2 separate regions of the Xenopus laevis genome follow, and region 2 is linked to region 1. Evidence: chromatin contacts called from public Hi-C data. All regions are on one chromosome and are shown on one strand. The core of a region is the stretch at or near the end of the contact, and the rest is flanking DNA. Distances in the headings are between cores, read along the strand shown. Region 1 overlaps kiaa0232.L. Region 2 has its middle 21 kb from the start of kiaa0232.L.

Evidence for each region. Hi-C and Micro-C count contacts between places; a contact is called where the count stands out from the background.
Region 2: a contact with region 1 is called in a Hi-C map of the XTC cell line, with 2.1 times the contacts expected there. A contact is called at or near these places in 2 of 4 Hi-C or Micro-C datasets (the XL177 cell line and the XTC cell line).

The regions. Positions count from the first base shown.
Region 1 is chr1L:26,195,364-26,199,909 of Xenopus_laevis_v10.1, forward strand. The region is part of intron 3 of kiaa0232.L; the gene reads right to left. Among protein-coding and RNA genes, the nearest start is that of kiaa0232.L, 21 kb to the right of the region's middle.
Region 2 is chr1L:26,236,571-26,241,072 of Xenopus_laevis_v10.1, forward strand. No RefSeq gene overlaps it. Among protein-coding and RNA genes, the nearest start is that of kiaa0232.L, 21 kb to the left of the region's middle.

The DNA.
Region 1 (4,546 bases), core at 943-3,442:
TGAACTATAGTAGTGTTTCTGAAGCAAACACATCAGTTTTACCAGTGCAGGGCAACACTACATTATATTCTCATTACTTTAAAACACTTTCATTTTTTGGGGTTTACTGTATAAAAAAAACCAATGTTTTGCGATCAGCATGGATTTAGAAGACAAAAAAGTGAATTGTTTAATATGGTCTCCATGGAAGATGGACTTCAGATATTAATTTGGAGCTTTCTAAAAATTAGGTTACCATGTAAGAAACCCCATATATGTAATTGCAGAATTTTGCCCTTACAGCACCCAAGAAAGTTGGGTGTGAACGTCATTTTATCTTCATAAGGGGCCCAGCACTACCCAAACAATCAGACCAAAGAGCAAGGTTGAATTAAAATGTCAAAGTGAAGTCTGTGGAGCCTGAGCCGACTGGGGGGGGGGGGGCATAAAAATCATTTGGCGTCAGTTTATTGCCAATAGATTAGCCACAATAGTGTAAACTATAAGACTATTTATTCTGCAAAATGCTTTACCATACCTGGAGTAAACAGCTCTAGAAGCTGTTTAAAATGGCAGCTGCCGTATTAGCTTGTTGTGACAACTTCCTGCCCGAGTATCTCCCTGCTCACTCATAGCTCCTGGCTCAGATTACAGCAGGGAGGGGAAAGGGGGATAGAAGCAAACTGAGCATGCTCAAGCCCTAGCCCTGGAGGTTTAAGCTGAAAACAGGAAGTCTGATACAGAAGCCCATGTGTACACAATAGAAGGAAAACGGTTTCGTTTGACAGAGGACTCCGAGCAGCATTACTTTGAGGGTTTACTGGTGTATTTATATAGACCTTTCTGATAAGGCTTACTTAATTTTAGCCTTTCCTTCTCCTTTAAATCATATCATAAACACCAGCCAGCAGGACAAGCATTAAAGGGCGAGTTTGCCATTGAATAAAACTTTTCAGTTAAACTCAATTACTTTTTTTTTCCCAGATGGCAATTTACTTTTCTTTATCATTTGTCTATTTTTCTATGTGCACCTGTTAGTACATTAGCCCCTATGGGTTTATCCACAAATCATGCCCCTTCTGGTGAGGCCTGGGGAGGGAAGTTTGGTGACCTTGGCATAGGTAAATATTGGTTTAATGAAGCTAGTACTGGGGGGAAAAAAAATGAAAGCAAAGAAAAAAAAAAAAAGTCTTTTAGCTGAACGAATAAGCATGTCTGCATTCAAGGACAAACAAACCACTTCAATAGAAGTCAGGAATGGCAAAACATTGCTATTGCTTTAACAGCATTCAAACACAACATTGGTGCTTCTGATACACCTAAATCTGTTACATTTATTTAAGAAGGAGCCAAGTGCCCTAGCTTACAAGTGTAATTTCCCAACGGACAATGAGAGTTATGAAACTAACCCCCACTCGGAACGATCATTCAGGCCCAAGTCACAGCTGTTTTCGCTATATTTAAAGGCTGAAAATGACTAGGCAAAAACCCGACATTGTAACGGTACCGTCTCCTTACTGGAAGCAGGGATTAAAATAAACTATGTAAAAGCTTGAAATTCCACCAGCATTGTGCCGTCTAAACAAGGCCTGCTCAGACGGACAGACATCGACCTTTAGGAAAACAGATCCAGATAAGGTCTTCTACTTTATGAATATAAATAGGGGGGATTTCAATGATGTGCTTACCATAACGCAAGGATTGAAGTTTCGGAAGCAAACAATTTGTCCCTGCATCACGCAGCCCATGCACCAGCTGACATTCTGCATGTTGTTTCGAAGAAAGTGATGATACGTAAGAGGGGATGGCACGGAGGGAGAGAGGGGGAAGGGGCACGCAACTCAGTGCAGAATGCCAATCTCTCGCTGCAGAGCAAGTCTGCCCGCAGCTGAACGGGACAATGCTCAGAAGAATGTGAAACCAATTAAAGGCATACGGTCATGGGAAAACATGTTTTTTTCAAAACACAGTTAATAGTACTGCTCCAGCACGGAAATCTCTCAAAAGAGCAACCAGATTTTTTATATTTAATTTTGAAATCTAACATGGGGCTAGACATATTGTCAGTTTCCCAGCTGCCCCCAGACATGTGACTTGTGCTCTGATATACTTCAGCAGGGTCAGACTGGGCCAGCGGGACACCGGGTATTAAACCTGATATTAACGATGTTTCCTAAACTGCCCTCCGGCCCCCAGTTGCTGCCGCACAGGGTCGCACTGGACCCTGTGGGCCCCCGTCAGCCCAGAGAGAGTCCCCGTTTGGCTGGGCCCATTAAAAGACAAACATATTGTGGGGCAGCGTACATATAAGCTGGCGTCCATGCATACGCGGAAGTGTTGGCGCATGCATACATGTGCCGGCTTTGCACATGCGCTGCGGGAGCCCGAGTTATGTAACCCGGTGGCCCGCCAAAGGTCCAGTCCGACACTGAACTTAACTCTTTACCTCTTTACTGCACGTTGTAGTGATTTCACCCCCTCCCTCCCCCCCCCCAAGCAGCAGAACAATGGGAAGGAAACCAGATAGCAGCTCCCTAATACAAGATAACTGCTGCCTGGTAGATCTAAAAACAGCACTCAATAGTAAAATCCAGGTCCCACTGAGACACGTTCAGTTACATGGAGTAGGAGAAACAACAGAAAGCCGTTCCATCCTAAAGTGCTGGCTCTTTCTGAAAGCACATGACCAGCCAAAATGACTCAAGATGCACCTACGCACCAATATTACAACTTTCACAATATTAAAACTGAATTATTTGCAGTGCAAACAATGTAATTTAGAAATAAACATAAAAATCATGATCAAATCCCTTTAAAAAGCGGATATTTTCATTGCACCACCATTGCCAGCATCCACAGCACAACTGCCCCCAAACATCAGGGGAAAAGGAACCAAAAACAAGTGGAAGGAAATAAAAATCCAGAATTTGTTTCTCACATTCGCCCAGGCATGAGGTTAAAGGAGGAGTACACCCTAAAAATGAATATGGCTCAAAAAGCCATATTTTATATACTGAGCCTATTGCACTAGCCTAAAGTTTGAGCTTGTCAATAGCAGCAATGATCCAGGACTTCAAACTTGTCACAGGGGGTCACCATCTTGGAAAGTGTCTGTGACACTCACATGCTCAGTGGGCTCTGAGCAGCTGTTGAGAAGCTGAGCTTAGGGGTCGTCACTAATTATCAAGCAGAAAATTATGTTGGTCTGTAATATAAGCTGATGCTACAGGGCTGATTATTAAATTCTGATGCTAATTGCACTGGTTTCTGTGCTGCCATGTAGTAATTATCTGTATTAATTACTAATCAGCCTTATATTGTGACATTTCTATTCTATGTGTACTGTATATTGTGAGTGGGTCCCTAAGCTCAGTAAGTGACAGCAGCACAGAGCATGTGCAGTGAATCAGCAAAAAAGAAGATGGGGAGCTACTGGGGCATCTTTGGAGACACAGATCTTTATTGCTAAAGGGCTGTGGTTGCCTTTGGCTGGTACAGAAACACAAAACATAACATTTCTAGCTACTTCTTTAGTAAAGCTTTTAATGCCAAAGCACTTTAATGACTCCCCAATGAGTGCATTTCTAGACAATTTTGCCACTGTTTTACACCTTAGAATTCACCACTACATGGAAAACGAGTGCCAGAACATAAAAGGGGCCCCTGTTATCCACACAGTGATTATAAAGTAGTCCAGCTTATCCTTGTTGCAAGGCACTGACAGATTGGAACATACGTGCAACAGCGACCCTTACAGCCACATTGTGCAGGCTCTACACCCAGGGCTTAGGGTATGTACTAACCTTTGTATTTACAGCTGTACCTCGCAGCTTTCCTACAATTACACTTTGCTGGAGAATATCCCCTGTCTGGTTTTCCCCCTTTGCATATGCTGCTTGCACACAGCTGCCTAGGTCTAATTGCATGTGCAGGAAATGTGTGGCCAAAATCAAGCTGGATCTGGTTCAACAACAGAGTAAGACCAGGAATGTATGGGAAAGAACTAAAGGCTAAACTTCACAAGCGCTTTTGAAAGACTACATCTGATGCAACAAAATGCATCAGATGTAGCCGCATGGGGCAAAATATAATGGGACTGATAGAAAAATCGGATGGGTAAACTACATGAAAAACTTCCATCCAATGTGACACGACTGTTTGATGGAAACGCTGCATCTGATGAGAAAATCTGATGACCCTTTTTGGAATTCGGCCCAATACCCGAATCCTTCATTAAAGATTCGGCCCCAGTACCGGACCGAATCCTAATCTGCGTGTGCAAATTACAGACAGGAAGAGAAAAGTGGAAAATGTTTTTACTTCCGTGTTTGTAACAAAAAGTTACATGGTTTCCCTTTCTGCCCCTAATTTGCATATGCAAATCGGGATACGGACAGGAACAAGGATTCGTCCGAATCCTGCTGTAAGAGGCGGAATCCCAAACCAAACCCTGGATTCGGTGCATCCCTAAAATAAATTGCCTGTCGGATAAAGATGCAGGAACAAACTATACCATCCGACTTAATCTGATCCGACTTTACATTCTAACTAGGGAGATCAGATTTCG
Region 2 (4,502 bases), core at 1,536-4,035, 42 kb after region 1:
TATCATGCATGTCAATATGACTTTTGAGATGTTGCCCATTTACATCCTAGCTGTCCCAATCTTCTCTGGTTTCCCACATAGGGTGGCTACTCAATATTACTAGCAGGGTCTGCTTTAGGAATGTTTTTCTAGGGGCTTCTGTTTAAGGGGTGCGATAATAATCCTACTTCGGTAGTGTTCTTCCTCAGTTAGAGTAAATTGGAACACACTCCTATTCTTGACTAAACGGTTGACCATCAGTCTCTCTTTGGACTTGTTTTGGGCTTGGACTGTATGGAATGGGCATGCGCCTTCAACTGATAACTTTGCACAGTCAAGATCCAAAGCCTTTGTTCTTTATTATTTTCTGTCTCTGCTATCAACTTTCTCTTCTCTGTGTCATTTGTCGTTTCATTCTCATTTGTCTTTTCGGACTCCTTTCCTTTGTCTCCTTTTTTCTCTTTTTGTTCTCTAGTTTTATCCTCTCATATTCTTTAATCCTCAGTATGTTTTTCTTATTGTCTTTTTCTTCTTTCTTTCCATCCTCCTTCCTCAGCTTTTACATTTTTAATAATTTCATTCCACTTTTCCTTTCCCTTTTACCCTTTGCTCCTCCAAATCGTTCTTCATCCTTTTCAGCTGTTCTCTAGAATATCGAGTATAAGTAACTCAAGAGCAACTGGACTTGCTGAGTAATCATTGAAAACGTTTCACTACTCATCCGAGCAGCTTCTTCTGTTCAACTGACTGGTATGGGAAGTCCCTGGCATATAAACTGTGAGATTTACTTGTCATCTCTCTGAAAAGTTACAATGGGGCATTGTGATTGGATTAGTGGAAGAGTCTACTGTATATGCCAGGGACTTCCCATACCAGTCAGTGGAACTGAAGAAGCTGCTCAGATGAGTAGTGAATTGTCTTCAATGATTACTCAGCAAGTCCACTTACTCTAGAATTACTTATACTAGATATACCATGACCTGGATAAATGAGAATCTTCATAATCATATAAGTATTTTACACTTATTTTAATTCCCTTTCTCCTGTGATCTTCTGTTACCGTTTTAGTTTGACAGCTGTTTAAATGTGCTTTGGATCCCTTATTTTATCAGCCTAACAGTGCACTAGTGATTCATGTTAGAATAACCACTAGAGAAGGAAAAGAACACTTGGCCACAGGTATGACTGGAAAAAATCCCTGGAATTTCCAGTACACAAAGGCCCAAACAGCCTCACTCCCATCATCTGGGTGACCCCAACCTTAACTACTTACTGAATTTACATCAGATCCCTCTATCCCCACCCCCACAACATCATGGCTCCACTCTGCAATGTTACAGCCCTTCTTGGACCCATCCCTTACGTCAATGGTCGGAACAGGCCTGAAGGAAAGGTGGCAACCATACCAAAGTGGAGGCTAAGTTGCACCCACACTGGTGAATCACACAAGTTGCAATAAGACCTACTTTGCTGCATTGGGGCGGGGTAAACAAAAAAAAGTCCATTAGCGCAAATATTTAGCACTTTGGACTACTTAATTAAATGAGCCCTGTGGACCCTGCTATTAAAAAAATTTGTTTTTTCAGCCACAAGGCTGAAAAAAGCATTTACTAATACTGATGTTTTGCTCTTTGGACTATTTTAATAAATGAGCGATGTGATCACTGCTATGTCTTTTAAAGAGTTTGTTCACCTTTGAGTTACTTTTTAGTATGATGTAGAGATTGATATTCTGAGACCTTTGCTTTTTAACTGGTTTTGATGTTTTATTATTTGTGGTGTTTGAGTTGGTAGGGTCCACATTACCCTAGCAACCATGCATTGATTTGAATAAGAGACTGGAATATTAATCTGACAGGGCGCAAATAGAAAGGTAAGTAATAAAAAGTACCAATAACAATACATTTGTTGCCTTAGAGAGCATTTGTTTTTTAGATGGTGTTATTGACCCCCATTTGAAAGGTGCAAAGAGTCAGAAGAAGGCAAATAATTCCAAAACTACAAAAAAGAAAAATAATGAAGCCCAAATAAAAAGTTGCTTAGAATTGGCCATTCTATAACATACTAAACAATGGTGACCCATCCCTTTAAGTAACAGAACTGCTCATGTATTTTACATGCAAATCACTGGGACAAATACCGAGAACACATGAATCCATCTCAATCTCAGCAAACAAACAACAGTTACATTTCTCTGGTCCAGTGCAGTTAAAATATTGGAAGCTTGCATCTGATTGACTTGGTGTGAAAATATTGAAAGCAAACAATTGGTTGCTGTGATTTACAGGGCTAGAGCTATCATTGCCATAAATGAGCATCATCCTGCAGTATAATGTGGGCGAGGAAGCACCAGCCAGAGATTTATAAGGCCTGGCAGTTTCCTGTGTCCTCCCCCACATTTGCTTTTAAAACTGGATTGTCCTGGGTGGAGCAAGGGTTGGTACATTTTTGGACCAGTGCACCATTTTTACAGAATAAAGGGAGTGGTGCCTTCATTGTACTTTACTCCGAAAACAAAACACCCTCTTTTGTTGGCACGAGGTGAGTACATTGTTGCCTTATTATCTTGTCAGTTTGGACTGTAAACAGGTTCCTTTTCAAAGGGAAACTACACTCACGGTATTTCACAGTTTGCTATTTAACATTTATACAGATACCAAAATAAAAGAGTGTGGTTTTCACTTTTGTATAATATACATGTGTCCATTTTACTGGAGAATAACCAGTTTTTGTTTTAACACACACACCTGTATCCACATTTATGATTATATATAAACACTCACAAATCTCAGGGTTTCCTGGGAAATTCCACTTCTACCTTTTGGTAAATGCTATAACCTTGCAACCTACGTATCCCACGGACATTTATTCGTACAAATGTCACATTAAAGGAAAACTATAACCCCATGAATACTTAAGCAACAGATAGTTTATATCATATTAAGTGGCATATTAAAGAATCATAACAAACAAGGGAAAGTTGTGCTCACCACTAATTTTTAAAACCATTAGGCGGGGGTGCAATGAGGCTGTGACCACAAAATACATATAGACAAATACAAGAGTCCTCTGGACTCAACCCATTATCAATATATTTAAGACAGAGACATTTTGTGCATACTGCTACTGAAAAATGCCTTACCCTTTAAACAAAACAGGGATTGTTTGTCCATATATTGCAATATATTTAAGCTGGGAAAGTTGCAGGTAAAACTTAGTCCCTTTGTAAAATGTATAATGAAGCAATAGAATTCTTAATGAATCAGATGAAAATTGAGCATAGGACTGGCCAGATATGGGATGACTTTGACGTAGTTGGCCAGCTTAAATATATTGCAATATATGGACAAACAATCCCTGTTTTGTTTAAAGGGTAAGGCATTTTTCAGTAGCAGTATCCACAAAATGTCTTAAATATATTGATAATGGGTTGAATGTAGAGGACTTTTGTATTTGTCTATATTTTTTTTTTTTTTAAATGTTTTTATTGAAATTTTTTCATAACAAACAAAACAAAATAAAATACAAAGGAATTCGGAAATATAATAGATTGGTGGACAGGGTCCAGTGGTAGCATAATATGAGTATACACACACAACAGTTGGAATGTAGATTACCTCACAATGGGTAATTGTAAAAGAAGTTAAACATTATATGGCACAACATTATGTCCCACACACTTGACTTAAAGCAAACAATTAGTGATACCTCGTTCTTATCATCTGGTTGGTGTATTTGTCTATATTAAAGAATCATACCAAACTGGAATATATATTTAAGTAAATCTTGCCCTTTTACATCTCTTGCCTTGAACCACCATTTCATGATGGTCTGTGTGCTGCCTCAGAGATCAGCTGACCAGAAATACTACATTCTAAGGGGCAGATTTATCAAGGGTCGAAGTTAATTCAAGTGAATTTTTTGAAGTAAAAAAATTCGAAATTCAAAGTAATTTTTTGGATACTTCGACCATCGAATAGGATACTATGACTTTGAAGTAAAATACTTTGAATATTCGACCATCCGATAATCAAAATACTGTCTCTTTAAAAAAACTTTGACTTCAATACTTCGCCAAATGAAACCTGCCGAAGTGCTATGTTAGCCTATGGGGACCTTCTAGAGCAGTTTTTTGAAGTCGAAGAAAAATCATTCGTTCGATCATTGAAATCCTTCGAATCGTTGGATTTGAACTATTTAATCGTTCGATTTTACTTCGACCGCAGAATCTCCAGTTTGAAGTTTCATCGAAATGACCCTAGCAACCATGCATTTATTTAAATAAGAGCATGAATAGGAGAGAGGCCTGAATAGAAAGATGAGTAATACAAAGTAATATATATACAATACATTTGTAGCCTTACAAAGCATTTGTTTTTTTAGATAGGGTCAGTGATCTCCGTTTGAAAGCTGGAAAGAGACAAAATTCAAATAATTTATACAGTGAAAATTAAAGTTAATTTTGCTTGACTAATCTGATAAAATAGGATTTGGAATATGGGTGACGAGTCCCCTTTAAAGTT